4 separate regions of the Mus musculus genome follow, and regions 2, 3 and 4 are each linked to region 1. The links are chromatin contacts, called in public Hi-C, capture Hi-C and promoter capture Hi-C maps. All regions are on one chromosome and are shown on one strand. Each heading gives the region's core, a stretch centred on a gene start, on an enhancer-like site or on the middle of the called end of the contact. The rest is flanking DNA. Distances are from core to core; before and after follow the strand shown. Region 1 holds the start of Ube2d1 (ubiquitin-conjugating enzyme E2D 1). Region 2 holds the start of A330049N07Rik (RIKEN cDNA A330049N07 gene). Region 3 overlaps Ccdc6 (coiled-coil domain containing 6). Region 4 holds the start of Mrln (myoregulin).

What was found. Promoter capture Hi-C pulls out the DNA fragments that hold promoters and counts their contacts. A called contact is a pair of places that touch in the nucleus more often than the background predicts. Capture Hi-C pulls out chosen DNA fragments and counts their contacts.
Region 2: a contact with region 1 is called in a capture Hi-C map of embryonic stem cells, with 7 times the contacts expected there. The contact joins the promoter of A330049N07Rik here to the promoter of Ube2d1 in region 1. A contact is called at or near these places in 3 of 39 promoter capture datasets (cranial neural crest, hippocampal neurons and pre-B cells), 1 of 115 datasets of contacts at active chromatin or transcription factors (stem cell-derived neural progenitor cells) and 1 of 9 other capture datasets (embryonic stem cells).
Region 3: a Hi-C map of B cells shows a contact between it and region 1, with 7 read pairs. The contact joins the enhancer-like site here to the promoter of Ube2d1 in region 1. A contact is called at or near these places in 1 of 39 promoter capture datasets (pre-B cells), 1 of 484 Hi-C or Micro-C datasets (B cells) and 1 of 115 datasets of contacts at active chromatin or transcription factors (bone marrow-derived macrophages).
Region 4: a promoter capture Hi-C map of the C10 cell line shows a contact between it and region 1, with 6 times the contacts expected there. The contact joins the promoter of Mrln here to the promoter of Ube2d1 in region 1. A contact is called at or near these places in 2 of 39 promoter capture datasets (the C10 cell line and pre-B cells) and 1 of 115 datasets of contacts at active chromatin or transcription factors (large pre-B cells).

The regions. Positions count from the first base shown.
Region 1 is chr10:71,283,739-71,287,031 of GRCm38.p6, forward strand. Ube2d1 (ubiquitin-conjugating enzyme E2D 1) reads right to left here and starts at 1,524. Exons shown (of 7, transcript NM_145420.2): 1 at 1,363-1,524. The coding sequence starts at 1,386.
Region 2 is chr10:73,084,890-73,088,182 of GRCm38.p6, forward strand. A330049N07Rik (RIKEN cDNA A330049N07 gene) reads right to left here and starts at 1,816. Exons shown (of 5, transcript NR_040646.1): 1 at 1,789-1,816.
Region 3 is chr10:70,119,331-70,122,623 of GRCm38.p6, forward strand. All of the region lies in intron 1 of Ccdc6 (coiled-coil domain containing 6), which reads left to right. Among named protein-coding and RNA genes, the nearest start is that of Gm51771, 11 kb to the left of the region's middle. Within about 2 kb of position 1,636, at least 185 of the 459 cell types and tissues checked have an H3K27ac peak or open chromatin away from gene starts, as enhancers often do. A contact at or near this core is called in B cells and pre-B cells, where this site is marked.
Region 4 is chr10:70,203,024-70,206,316 of GRCm38.p6, forward strand. Mrln (myoregulin) reads left to right here and starts at 1,641. Exons shown (of 3, transcript NM_001304739.1): 1 at 1,641-1,736.

The sequences.
Region 1 (3,293 bases), core at 274-2,773:
CGATTGCAGCTTCAAAATTAAGCTTGTTTATATGGTTAAAAATAAAGTGCCACCGTGTTATCTTCAAACGAGAAAACGTCATTATTTAATAAACGCTGATCTTAACATTTTATACCGAGTTGACCTTCAGCGGCACAAAGAACAGCGATGATCTACACAGCTAAGGTTTATTAAAAAAAAAAAAAAAAAACAAAAACAAAACAAAAACAAAAACAAATAAACAAAAAACAAACGAAAATTTGGCTGCGGGTAAAAGTTGCTGTCCTCAGTACCGAAAGATGCCTGTTTCCTACCACTCTAACTCAGAACATTTTCAGTCAAGTGTAGCTGGAAAGGTTGATAAAACGTTTGGGGAGCCAACCATTTCTTGTGAAATCAATTACCAAACACATTATCCACTGTTGGCGCATTTGCTTCTAAAGCGATCCCAAACACCACGTTCCCAGCAGCAAGGACTACCGCTGTAAAATGTTAAAAGATACTTGAGATAGGGGACAGGCCAACAAGAGAAGTGGGTGCGGTAAAGAATACAAAGAGAGGGTTGGAACCGATCCTATGTAAGGACTGACTGTCCCTTCGATTGTCTTCCTCATTCTCTATTCACACATCAAAGCATCCAAACAATTTAATTTGTGGTCCTTAGTGTTGTGTCTTCAACTCTACATCTAAGTTTATCGTGAGGGTGTGAAGAAAAAAATACAAAACAAAACCAACAACCTGCTTAGCTTACCTAGCCATGAATCACAGCCAGGAGCTCATCTTGCTGTGTATCAGCAACTATGTTCTCAGTACAGCTATGTGACCTGAAGTGGCAGCTGCGTGCAGAACCACCAAAATAGCAGGGGCAAGAGCTCTCTGCTGGCTCCTCGGCCCCAATCTCGCGTTCCCAGCCCTTTCCTCCCACTGAGCACCAGCCGACTGCAGAGCCCAGAAAGACCCAGCCCCACGCTCTGAGAATAAAGGCCGTAGGCCCACCACACCTTCCCTGCCCTCTCGGGGAACCCGGGGTGCGAACACAGCAAGGAGGGCTCCGGGGACATTGTGAGGACGCACAGCGGGATAGGGGACGAAGGCCGCCCGTTGCAGAGCAAGCCCCGGCCCAGCGGGGATGCACACACCCCGGGACAATCTGGCCACCCCACGGGCACCCGCACCCGAGGTTCTAGGCTCATCCTGGAAAGGGCACGACCGGATCGGGTCGCCCCGAGGTTCCAAGTACCCAGACCTTGCGGATGCACGCCTCACCTGTGCGGGCCGATCCGTACCCCGGCCTCCCCAGTGTCCGCGCCCCTCCCACACCGTGCGCCCCGGGTTCCTGGGGACATCTTGGGGACACCCAGGCCGGTTCTGGCAGCCACTCACTTTCTGGATCCGCTTCAGCGCCATGGGGCAGGCGGCGGGGGCTGCGGAGTGTCCGCGTGTCCCGGGCTGCCGCCTCGCAGGGCTGCTCCGTGTGCGCCCGGGCGCGGTGCGCGAGTGTGCGGGCGGCGGCGCCGGACTCTTTTGTTTCCGCCTTCGCTTGCTGGGAAGGAGCCTGCGCCCTCCCCGCCGCGCCCCGCCCGCCTGGCACACTGGGAAGTGTAGTCCCAGGCTCGGCCTCTGCCGCCCGCGCGGACGTCGTCCGGTCACCCGTGGGTGACAGCTGCGACCAGGCTGCTGCCGCTCCCTGCAGCCGCTCTGCAGAGCAAGGTCTCGAATCTGCAAAAACCCAGACAGCAGGTGAGCTGTCGCTCCTAGGAGCTGCTGTGAACCACGGCTCGCTCCTCCTCGCACAGACCCTGCGGCGGATCTTAACTTCCTTTGCAGATAATTCTGACTCTTCCCCGCTCGCCCCTGAGGGCGTGAGGAGTCTTCGTCAATTGTACTCCACCTTTCTTTCTTTCTTTCTTTCTTTCTTTCTTTCTTTCTTTCTTTCTTTCTTTCTTTCTTTCTTTCTTTCTTTCTTTCTTTCTTTCTTTCTTTCTTTCTTTCTTTCTTCCTTCCTTCCTTCCTTCCTTCCTTCCTTTCTTTCTTTCTTTTTTTTTTTTTGAAACAGGGTTTTCCTTTATGTCTTTTTGTCTCCACCTCCCAAAAACGGGATTGAAGACAGCTTTCCACACACCCAACCGTTACGTGGTCTCTGGCATCCGAACTCAGGTCCTCAGGCTTTGCGGCAAGCAGTTTACCCACTGAGGTGTCCTCCAGCCCCTTCTCAGTTCTTGTGATCTCAGATCTTGCTTGTCCTTTCAACCATGACTTCTTGGCTTGGCACCTGCAGGTCAGTCTTGGATTTCTGACGGCGTTGGTCAGTCTTAGGTTTCTGATGACTAAAGTCAATCCATTCCTTATCTAAAATGGTTTTGAATCCCATATTGCTTCTCAAAACACTCAACGCTCACTGTCGCGGCTTCCACAGTGTCTCTGCAGCTGGATCAGCCACATCTGGGAAGTTCTCTTCTCCGCCTTTGCAGTGGTCCACAGAAGACCAGCCCCACGCCCTCTGCAGAAACTAGAGATGGGTTGCGGCCCAGAAAGCTTCGAGGGACTGTGCTTTGCAGAGGTCCCCTCAAGCAGTCCTGCTCTGTCTGCATATTGGTCTACTTTCCTGTCCATCCGCCCCCCCTCCCCTTGTGTGTGTGTGTGTGTGTTTGTGAAATTATTTCCCAGGAGCTGTACTCCTTGTTTTTTGAGACAGAGTCTCTCACAGGGACCTGGAGCTCACCTATTGGGCTAACCTGGCCAGGTATCTGCTGTCTTTACCTGCTCAGCACTGATTTTACACACAAGCCCCACCATGCCTACATTTATGCTTGCTTGTCAACACTTTATAGACATTGTCTTCCCACTTATTATTATTATTAATTATTATTACTGCTTTATCTCACCCCAAAAGAAGAGTGGCATTAATGCAATTCATCTTTTTAGCTAGAGACCAAACCATAAATCAACCCTTCTTGTGTCAGATCATGGAACTCAGGGTCTCATGCACACTAGAATAAGTACACAGCGAACCACTTTTCATTGATCATATCCCAACCCCAGCTCAGGAGTGTTAGAAAACACTACTGATCAAAGAGACTTCTGGAAAATAGTAGCTAAGTCCTGACTCCTACAAAGAGTTGTACAGAGACTAGCTGGACACCTGAGCACCATCCTGCACGCTAGAACTGGAAGACTACCTTTATATTTTTCCAAATGGTGACCTTGTTAATGAAGTCAGAGATGTGCAGGCTGGTCTCGGGCTCCTGATGCATTCAGTGCTGTGTTCCCATGCCAATGGCTTTTGGATGTCATGTTGTAAGTGAGGCCATGGT
Region 2 (3,293 bases), core at 566-3,065, 1.8 Mb after region 1:
TCCAGAGGTCTCTCTTAGCACACACCCTCTTCCGTCCTCAAAACCAACCCAGCCTCTTCAGGTTTGAGTTCCCACATAGCATTCTTCTTCCTTCCTCTTCCACCTCTCCCATCCTTAAGGGCATCTAGATAGTTTAAAATAGTCTCCCAACATCAATGTTTGCTATCAGACAATGTCTATCCTGATGTCAATCTCAATCCCTAATTGATCAGAGCTTCACAGGGTCCAGAACAAAGGCCACTGAGACTCCTGATGCTCTGTTGCTTTGTCTGTCCTTGCCAGGTGCTAACCCATGCTTTGTATGATGGCTTGGACCTTGTGGGACTCCTACAGTACCACACCATTTAAAAGTCAGTGAAAATGGTCACTCTATGTTGGTCAATACCTGATTATAAAGCAATGTGGTAAGACAAACAGTGTAGGGTCCATGCTAATGAGAAATAACAGGCTCTTCCTGAGACAGGGTCAGAACCCCCAAAAGATGTGCTGAAGGTAACACATATCAAAGTCTGTTCATCCTGAAATTTCAAGCCGTGGTGATTGGCTTTAAGTCAGGAAACGTCAAGCTGCCTCGGAAACGCACACACATAAGCTGCAGAAGAGTATCGTTAAGATCATTTTTGCATTATGGTTCTGTTGATATAATTGATAATTGCAGAAACACAGCTGCTGAGTCCCATCTTTGTCACTTGCTGCTGTGGGACCACAGGGCAGGAGCTGCTGTCCCTGGAAAACTTCTAGAGGCGTCTGGATGCAAAGGTATCTTGGAATCCGCCAGAGAAACAGATGCTATTTACATCTGTTTCTCATGACAGTCACTTAAGATGGCAAGAAAATCTGCATTTTAACACACACTGCTCAAATATTCAAGAACATATTTAGCTTGTCAAAGCAATTTTTAAAAAGTTATACTAGGAGATGAGATTTATAGCAAATACAAATGATGACATTTTTTTACTTTGAATTTATCATGAATACAGTTATTGCACACAGTCTTTGCAATGAATTCTTGGAGAATTTTTAAGAAAAAGAGGTGGTTTTTTTTGCTCTTTCATTTCAAAAGTTACACTGTAAAAAAAAATAATCAATGCTAGCCTGTTCTGTATTAACAAAACTTGGTTTTTATCATATAAATTAACATAGATGAATATATTTCCTTCAATTTTAAATGTTTCACTTTTTTTTTTCTAACAATCTTGTTAGCTTAACTCTGATCTCAGGGGAACTTTTAAGTAGACTCCCGGGCTTGATTGCTTTTTGAGCACACTCCAGAAATTCTATTTATACTTTTCTGAAGTGCCCTTCTTGAAATGACATTTTCTCCATGTTAGGACAATAGGAGCCAAGTAGAAAAAGTAATTTTCAGAGCATCGCATCTCTCCATGGCTGAGGCTGTACTTCAGTGGGTAGAGACTAGTCTACACAAAGACCCGGGTTTGATCACTGGAATCTCATTGAGCTGCCCTTGCTCTGGATACAATTACAACACTCTAGTACCAGGGTGGAGGGTCAGAGTTCAAGGCCATCATCGAGTAAACGGAAGATTGGAGGGTAGACTAGGTAGAGAGACTCCTCACAATAGTGTCCTTAGTGTGTCCAAGCTGTGTTCAGATTAACTGTCTGGGACATTTCCTGTGGGAGAAGATGGAGACAACAGAAGGCATCCACGCACATGTGGTTTTACACACGAGGAACAACATATTAAAGTTCGCATAAACCTTCTTCTATAGCTAACACAGAGGACTTAGCAGTCCTTCTTCATAAATAAGAAATTATCATCTCACTTACCCACTGCCATTGCTCATCCCACCGAGTCAACCAGAGTGAAGCAGGATGTGACCTCAGACTCCTCCACTCCAGCCTATGCCGCTGTGGCTGTGACACAGCAGCCTTTGTACATAGAACTTCGGTTTGTACCATTTGAACTAGTTTCTTCTTCTCCCCCCCCCCCCCTTCTAAAATGCTAGCTGCTGTCAGTGTGATTTGTAACAATGGTTCCTCTCAATCATCCTCAGCTCTTTTGGCAGTGCCGGAATCAACTGATTCCCATCAGCTGCAGTAGCGACAGAAGCTTTTCACTTGTCTGAGGGAAGCGTATCCTGTGTGGATAGTGCTGTTTCTCTTCTCTCCAGATGGGAAAGGCATCTCTAGGCAAATTTTACAAAGGAAGATAGCATGCAAATTATTACAAATAAGTTTTGACAATGTCCTCTACTGTGACCTGCCTTCTGGGGTTGTTGGAAAATAAATCATCCTCTAGAACAGACAACAATCTTCCTGAAATAGATACATTTTAGGACAGTATTATAGATAGACACACAGGCAAACTGCTCTCCCTTTCCCTCCCTCCCTCCCTCCCTCCCTCCCTCCCTCCCTCCCTCCCTCTCCTTCCCTCTCCCTCCCCCGCCAAATAATTTCAACCTGATTATCTTGTAGTATTATAAATATTTTTAACATCTTAATGAAAACTAACTTGAGTCTCTTAAGTGGAAAACAGTGAATGAAAGAATTCACCATGCATAATGTGAAGTGACATATTTGATGTTTATTCTTTTACTACTCTCACCCTAAAATTAAATAGATATTTAAACATAACTGAGAACATTTACAAAAATGTATAAGCATGTAAATTATGTTCATTTGTTGGAAAACCCACATCTTGGTTAATTACTCATATATAAAGATTATCATGTAAATTTAAAAGAAAAAACTAGTTGAAAATATATATTAATATATACAGATTATCACATAGATCTGAAAGAAAAACAACAAAATTAGTTGCTAGTATAATTCTTTTAAAGATAGTATGAGATCTTAAAGTCCAGAATATCTTCATTGTACCCAGATTTTAAAGCACTAAGTATGGATTTTGTATCTGAATATAGTGTACCTGATACAAAATAATGTCCCATGGGTAGTGCACATATAAATGGGTAGCCTAATTATTTCCTTTTCCATCTTTTTGGATAAATAGGATTGTTGGGATTTTTCACAAGGTGAAGTGGCTTGTTTTGTTTTTGCTATGGATTCAATGCTAACTACTGTATCCAAATAACTGGGCAAACGAGATGTAGGTGGAGCTGAAGGTTCCCCAGGATTGGGGGTCTCAGGAAAGGACAATGGGGGAGAGAAAAAGAAAACAGGGAAGACGATGGGAGCCACCGTCGGGTAGGTAGATTATGAGGAAATGTAAATGAGAGCCCACCTGTTGGAACAGGAACGGACTAGGCAGAACATGGCAAGTGAGATCTTGGGGTTATTGACTGGGGAGTCTATAAAATCAGATAGAGGGT
Region 3 (3,293 bases), core at 386-2,885, 1.2 Mb before region 1:
GACTTCCTCCCTGCCTAATTGTTCCCTTTGGTCTTTGTCTTACTTCTCTCGCTAAGATTTTGAGTGCTAGATTGAATAGGTATGGAGAGAGTGAAGCAGCTTGTCTTGTTCCTGATTTTCGTGGAGCAGTCAGCTGTTTGCACTTTGAGTTTCTCTCTGTTTAAGTTGATGTTGTCTGTGGGCTTGCTATAAATCTCCTTTAATATGTTGAGGATATCCTCGGTCTCCAGGAATGCGTTCATTCTGTGGCATTTTCTCTGTAGTCGTACTTTGTATTTCTTGTAAGACCCTGGCTTGGGACAGACAGCCCAGTGCCGGTGGACGATGTGCTGTGATGTTTGCATTAGGCCCTTTTATGTAGTGTTTTGTTTTTGTTTTTGATTCCGCCCAGGCACTTACTTAATCTCTGGTTTAACTGGCATCCTTTCTTTATCCTGGGCAGTTTCAGGTTGTTTATCTGGTGAAGTGAATTCGCTCTGGAGTATTTTCAATGTCGCCTCCTTACCGTGGCCTTTAAGCATTGGACCAGCCACATTCTCTTCTTCCACAGTAACCGCCCTTTGTTCACCTCACAGGCGCTGTCTTCCTGCAGCTGCTCTGTGTGTCAGGGCTTGGGGGACAGTTTTTTTTTTTTTTTTTTCCTTTTAGGGTTTACATTCTCTAAGAAAGGCAGATACCAGACAGCTGACTTTTAGATGGTGATAAGCCTCCTGGGAGGACGTGACTGGACTGAGCTCTCGGCTTGTCCCTGAAGCGACACCACACTCTGTCATCATCTGTAACTAGTTTGAATAGCAAAAAAAGCTAGGCACGCAGAGAGCTGGTCAGAGGCTGTTCTGGGGCAAGGGGATATATGCATATATCCTGAGATCGTCAGAAGGTTGGCATTTTAGGGAAGTGAGAGATGAGTGTGTCTAGGTGCAGTCAAGATGTGGCTAAGGAGATCTGGATGCGAGTGGGGCCAGGTTCGACCTGGCATATACTTCTGCAACTAATTCAGAAAGTAGTGTTGGCCTGAGTGCCTTTCAAGTTGGGAGTTGGTCTTCATTTATTCATCAATTTCTTTTCTCAGGCTCTACACAACTTTCACTTGAACAGATTAAGAGCAGGTACTCCCATTTTTGTTTTTGAGACACGGTTTCACTGTGTAGCCATGGCTGTCCTGGAACTTGTTCTGTAGACCAGGTTGGCCTCGAATTCACTGAGATCCACCGTCCTCTGCCTCCCGAGTGCTGGGGTTAAAGTTGTGTGCCACCACAGCCTCCTGGCTCTTTTTTTAGTTTTTAATTAGGATGTGTTTGTGCTGGTCGTCTTCCTGCTCACAAATTCAGATGTGGCAGGAAGGTGCAGTGGCGTGAAGCAGAGCGTGGCCAGGTGTGAAGATAGAAGCCAAGGTGGAGGAGGGAGGACTGCTGTAGGTGCAGCCCAGATGGCTGTCCCCCTGCTTCCTGAAGTTCATTCTCTGGCATTTCTAAGCAGAAGGGCAAGCAGCCGTTCTTTCTTTGTCTGTGTGCAGTCAGAGGAGCGTACCCTCCCCTAAGCGCCGTGTTAGCCCCCAGCTGTGGTTGGTATCTGAGACTTTCCTGGCTGACTCTTCACCCAACTCCAGGGTTTGAAGGTTCTGACGATGGAAGAACCCTTCTCTGCAGCCCAGATGATTCAGGGGCCGGGCTTTCCTTATCTGGTGGAGCCTCTCTCGGTACAGTATAATTTCTAGGATGACTCAGAGCAACACTTTGAATTTTGGCCAGCACATTAGGGTTGGAAAGGAAGCCCTGGAGAGAAAGTCAGCTTGCTGGAACTGGGGCGAAGGTGGGTCAGAGGCTGGGCCCGGAGAGTAGGTGAAGGCAAGCAGGGAGAAGCAGCTCATATTAGATGGGAGAGAATGACCTCGTTATAGGTCAGTTACCTAGGGAGGGACACGGTTAAGAATTGGGTGTCCGTGGATGGTGTGCCTCTCTGCAGAGGTCACCAGCAGAGAGTCTGTAAGTATGACGCATGTGTGTTTCCCTGACATGCCAGTGGATTGCTCTGTGCATCGGAGGCTTGGGTCTGTAGGTGGAGACGAGCAGATTAATGTCCTGGCGGCTTCCCATGATGCATCCCGTGTTTCTTTGATAATGCCATCTTATCATTAAATATGATTTACTGCACACTTCTGTCCCCACACCGAGTTGTGTGCTATTACTCGCTCTGCACTGGCAGAATGACACACCCGCTTCCGTAATAGATAATGCTGGGGCCACGTCATAAGTACACAACGTAGATAGTTTTTGTATTGTAGGACAGGTTTACATAGTGAAGGGCTGCTGCATCTCAGTGTGATGAGACCAGATCAAAACCAAGGATAGGCCCCCCAACATTGTCACATTTCCACTGTTCTTAATCTTGGGCTTTTTTTTTTAAGATAAATTTTATGCAGATAGAAGTGTCCCCCATGTCCTTTAAAAAAGATATTCATGAATGTGCGCACACTGTATCTGTTGTCCCTCCCCCCCACTTAAAGAACACGGAGGTTATCCTTCTGCTGGGCAAAGTGCTGCTTTCGTCAAAGGCTGGATGTGCAGTGTCTCTGGGAAGGTTAGCTCTGTAAGAAGCACATCCTCTATTGTATGTCGTCTGCTGCGACCCACAGATACAGTCACAGACTCATTCCCTTAACATCATTTCATGGATCAACAGTGATGGTCTCTGGTGCCTGTGGAGCAGCTTGGAGTGGAATTGCCAGTTCCGAGAGTGTGTGAGTGTGAGATATGTGTGTGTGTGTGTGTGTGTGTGACTGTGTGGTGGTGCATGAGTGATGTGTGAGTATGTGTTTGTATATGTATGTTTTGTGTGTGTGTGTGTGTGGGGTGTATGTGTGGTGTTTGTGTATGTGTATGTCTGAAAGATGTGTAAGTATGTATTTGTATGTATGTGGTGTGTTTGTATATGTTTGTGTGAGTGATGTGTGTCTGTGTGTGTGGTCTGTGTCTTGTGTGTGTGTGTGTGTGTGTGTGTGTGTGTATGTGTGACTAGCTGGGCCAAAGCTTTCAGATGGTTCTGCTGTATATGTCTCCATTATCTTGTGCTGGGATTATTGATTTAAGATTCCCCGCATTTGTTGGTGTGTGTGTATGTGTTTGTCCCAAGGATTATGCTTAGATCATGAGGCTTGCATGACAGTTTTTATACAGCAAGCCATCTCTTCTGCTGGTCCTCCCCTCCCCTCCCCTCCCCTCCCCTCTCTCCTCCCCTCCCCTCTCTCCCCCCTCCCCTCTCTCCTCCCCTCCCCTCTCTTCCCCCCTCCCCTC
Region 4 (3,293 bases), core at 391-2,890, 1.1 Mb before region 1:
GGGACACTGGTCAGGTCCCGGGTCAGTAAGAGACGTAGTCTCAAAAGTAGTGGACAGCGTCTAAAAGAATGGTTCTCAACTTTCCTAATGCCCCACCCTTTTAATACAATGTCTCATGTTGTGGTAACCTCCAACCATAAAATTATTTTATTGCTCCTTCATGACTGTAAATTTGCTACTGTTATGAATTGCAATGTAAATATCTGATACGCAGGTTATCTGAAACATGACCCTCCCCCAAAGGGGCCATGACCCACACATTCAGAAACAGTCTTCTAAGGAATGAAACGCATTCCTTAACTTGCACACCCTCTCCCACCCAACTGCACCCAGACTCGTACACAAAATCAACAGTAGATGTTGTAAAATCCACTCATTGATATATTTTGAAAACGGGAGAATCAAAATAGACTAGGTTAAATTCATAAACACAAAAAGATATTTAGATATCAGAAAGTGGGCTGGAGAGATGGCTCAGTGGTTAAGAGCACTGACTGTTCTTCCAGAGGTCCCGAGTTCAATTCCCAGCAACCCCATGGTGGCTCACAACCATGTATAGCGATATCTGATGCTCTCTTCTGGTGTGTCTGAAGAGAGCAACAGCGTACTCCCATGAAATAAATAGATAAATCTTAAAAGAGAAAGAAAGGAAGAAAGGAAGAGAAAGAAGGAAGGAAGGAAGGAAGGAAGGAAGGAAGGAAGGAAGGAAGGAAGGAAGGAAAGAAGGAAGGAAGGAAGGAAGGGCAGATAGAAGAGAAGGAAGGAAAGGCAGAGAGAGAGAAAAGAGAAAGAAAGAAAGAGAGAAAAAGAAAGAAAGAAAGAAAGAAAGAAAGAAAGAAAGAGAAAAGAAAGGAAGGAAGAAAGAAAGAAGGAAGGAAAGGCAGACAGAAGAGAAGGAAGGAAAGGCAGAGAGAGAGAGAGAGAGAAAAGGAAAAAAAGAAAGAAAATAAAGGAAGGAAGAAAGAAAGAAGGAAGGAAAGGCAGACAGAAGAGAAGGAAGGAAAGGCAGAGAGAGAGAGAGAAAAGGAAAGAAAAAAGAAAAAGAAAGAAAGAAAGAAAGAAAGGAAGGAAGGAAGGAAGAAGAAAGAAAGAAAGAAGGAAAGAAAGAAAGAGAAAGAAAGAAGAAAGAAAGGCAGGCAAGCAAACAGGCTAGAAAGGTGGCTCAGCAGTTAAGACCACACATTGCTCTCACAGAGGGCCTGGGTTGAGTTTCCAGAATTTACAAGTAGTCACCCACCTGTAACTATAGCTCCAGCAGGCCTGATATTCCTTATTGCCCTCCTTAAACACCCCTGACACCCCCCACACACATACACATGACATTACACACACAGACACACACACACAGAAATAAAACTAAAACAGTTTTTAAAAGCCAGCTCCCTGCAGAAAAGGAGTGTGCAGAAGAGAAGGGGCTATGTTCTCACAGTGGAGGAGATTTGTTGTTGCTTGCTGATAGTTTAGAACAGCTACCATGGGGACTTAAGGCATCCCCGCCTAGCGGCTTGCTTGACTTCAATGTAAATATATTTTGTTAGACTCTATCCCACCTGTGTCTGTCAGTTTCTCTTGCCTCCTCCCCATGACATTCTGGCTCAGGTTTCTGCCTAACACTCGGAGCCAGTTACTAATAACAGCCCAGTGAGCTTTTCGTCCATGGAGAGCAGATGGTGTTTTTGAAAGGAAGGGCGGCCATTCCCAGGACTTTGGACTTGGCTCCGTTGCACCCCTGAACAGTAAGTGTTGCTTGCGTTTATATTTTTAAGTAGTGTTGACACAGGGAGAGGCGAACGAAACTCTTGTTGCCTCTCATTAGAAATAATGAAGGCTAAAAGTTGCTGACTCCCCAAGCTGGTTTCCACTGCCTGCATTTCAACATCCCTCCAAGTTTTACGAGGCTGATGATAAGGGAGATTAGTGAGTCAGAATCCTACTCCTTTCTTTTTGGTTTTGGCTCACGGCAAGCGGAGCAGGTGATTAATAACGCTGGATATAAATTGCTCGGCTGAGCCCTGGGCTTGCAGCTTGACCCATCTCCCTGTGTTTCCTTCTCCAGATAGAATCCCAGTGTTTTCAAAGGGAGTTTTTACTTACAGGAATCAAAGTGGGAGAGCGGGGGGAGGCATGGTGCCCTGTTGTTATCCCCTGTTCTGGGTTTGGGGCAGAGGGACCCATCGCATTGCTTACTAGCTTTGTAACCAACGGCCCTGTCTCTGCAGCCTCTTTGACATGGTCACTTCTCAGAGGCCTGAGAAGTAGGTCACTGTGTTTTCTGTCTGGCAAGGGAGGACCCTGGAATTCAGAGAGCCAGATGCCTTGCCCAGTCATCCTGGGCAAAACTGACACTTGATATCCCAGTCCCTCTTCAAGGCCATATATTAGCATAGCTCTCTGCTTTGGCTGTGTGAGTCTCATTCCTGGGCATGTGTACATGTCTAGATACAAACTATTTTTGCTGTTGTTTAGAAACTTTTTTTGTTTGGTTGGTTTTGCGAGACAGGGTTTCCCTGTGCAGCCCTGGCTGTCCTGGAACTCGGTCTGTAGACCAGGCTGGCCTCAAATTCAGAGATCCACCTGCCTCTGCTTCCTGAGTGCTAGGAGCGACTACATCTGTGTGCCATCACTGCCCAGCATCGGTGTAATCTTGACAGAGGCATTAAAGTGAATCCCAGAGACACAGAAGTGGACTGGGTAAGAGTGGTTGTAAGACTGTACACAGGGCCTCAGCCTCTCTGAACCTCAGCTTCCTCACTGGTGAAATGAATTATTATCTATCTTGCACCGGTTTGGGTATTTGACAATAGTGTAACATAAGTGGCTGTGAGTACTGACAGAAATTTAAATGTCATCTATAAAAATCCTTCATTCAATGGACTTAATCTTGAGAATAATCTGCCATTTCAAGTTCAGTTGCAGAGCCTACAAACACTATGCTCGATAGGAAATATTAGTCTGAGAAACAAGCTCCTATAAAACTGTGCCACATTTAAAGTCTTTAACGTCTTCGTTTTCAGAATGGTGCATGCCACCGCTGTGGGAGAACGGGAAGGTGCTATCTCGCTCACCACCCAAGACTTGAGGAGGGCTATAGCTAGGATCTGTGATGATGGGGCAGTCCCACCCCCGACCCCCCCCCCAGTCTGGTATACCCAGCATGCCCCTTTCTCCCTTTCTTGTGCCCTTCTGTGGCTCTCTTTGCTTACACAGACTGGAAAGGAAGGTTGTCAGAGAACACTTGCTTTCCACAGTGTGACTCTGGGCCTCCAGGATGGGATGTGTGGTTTCCTCTATAA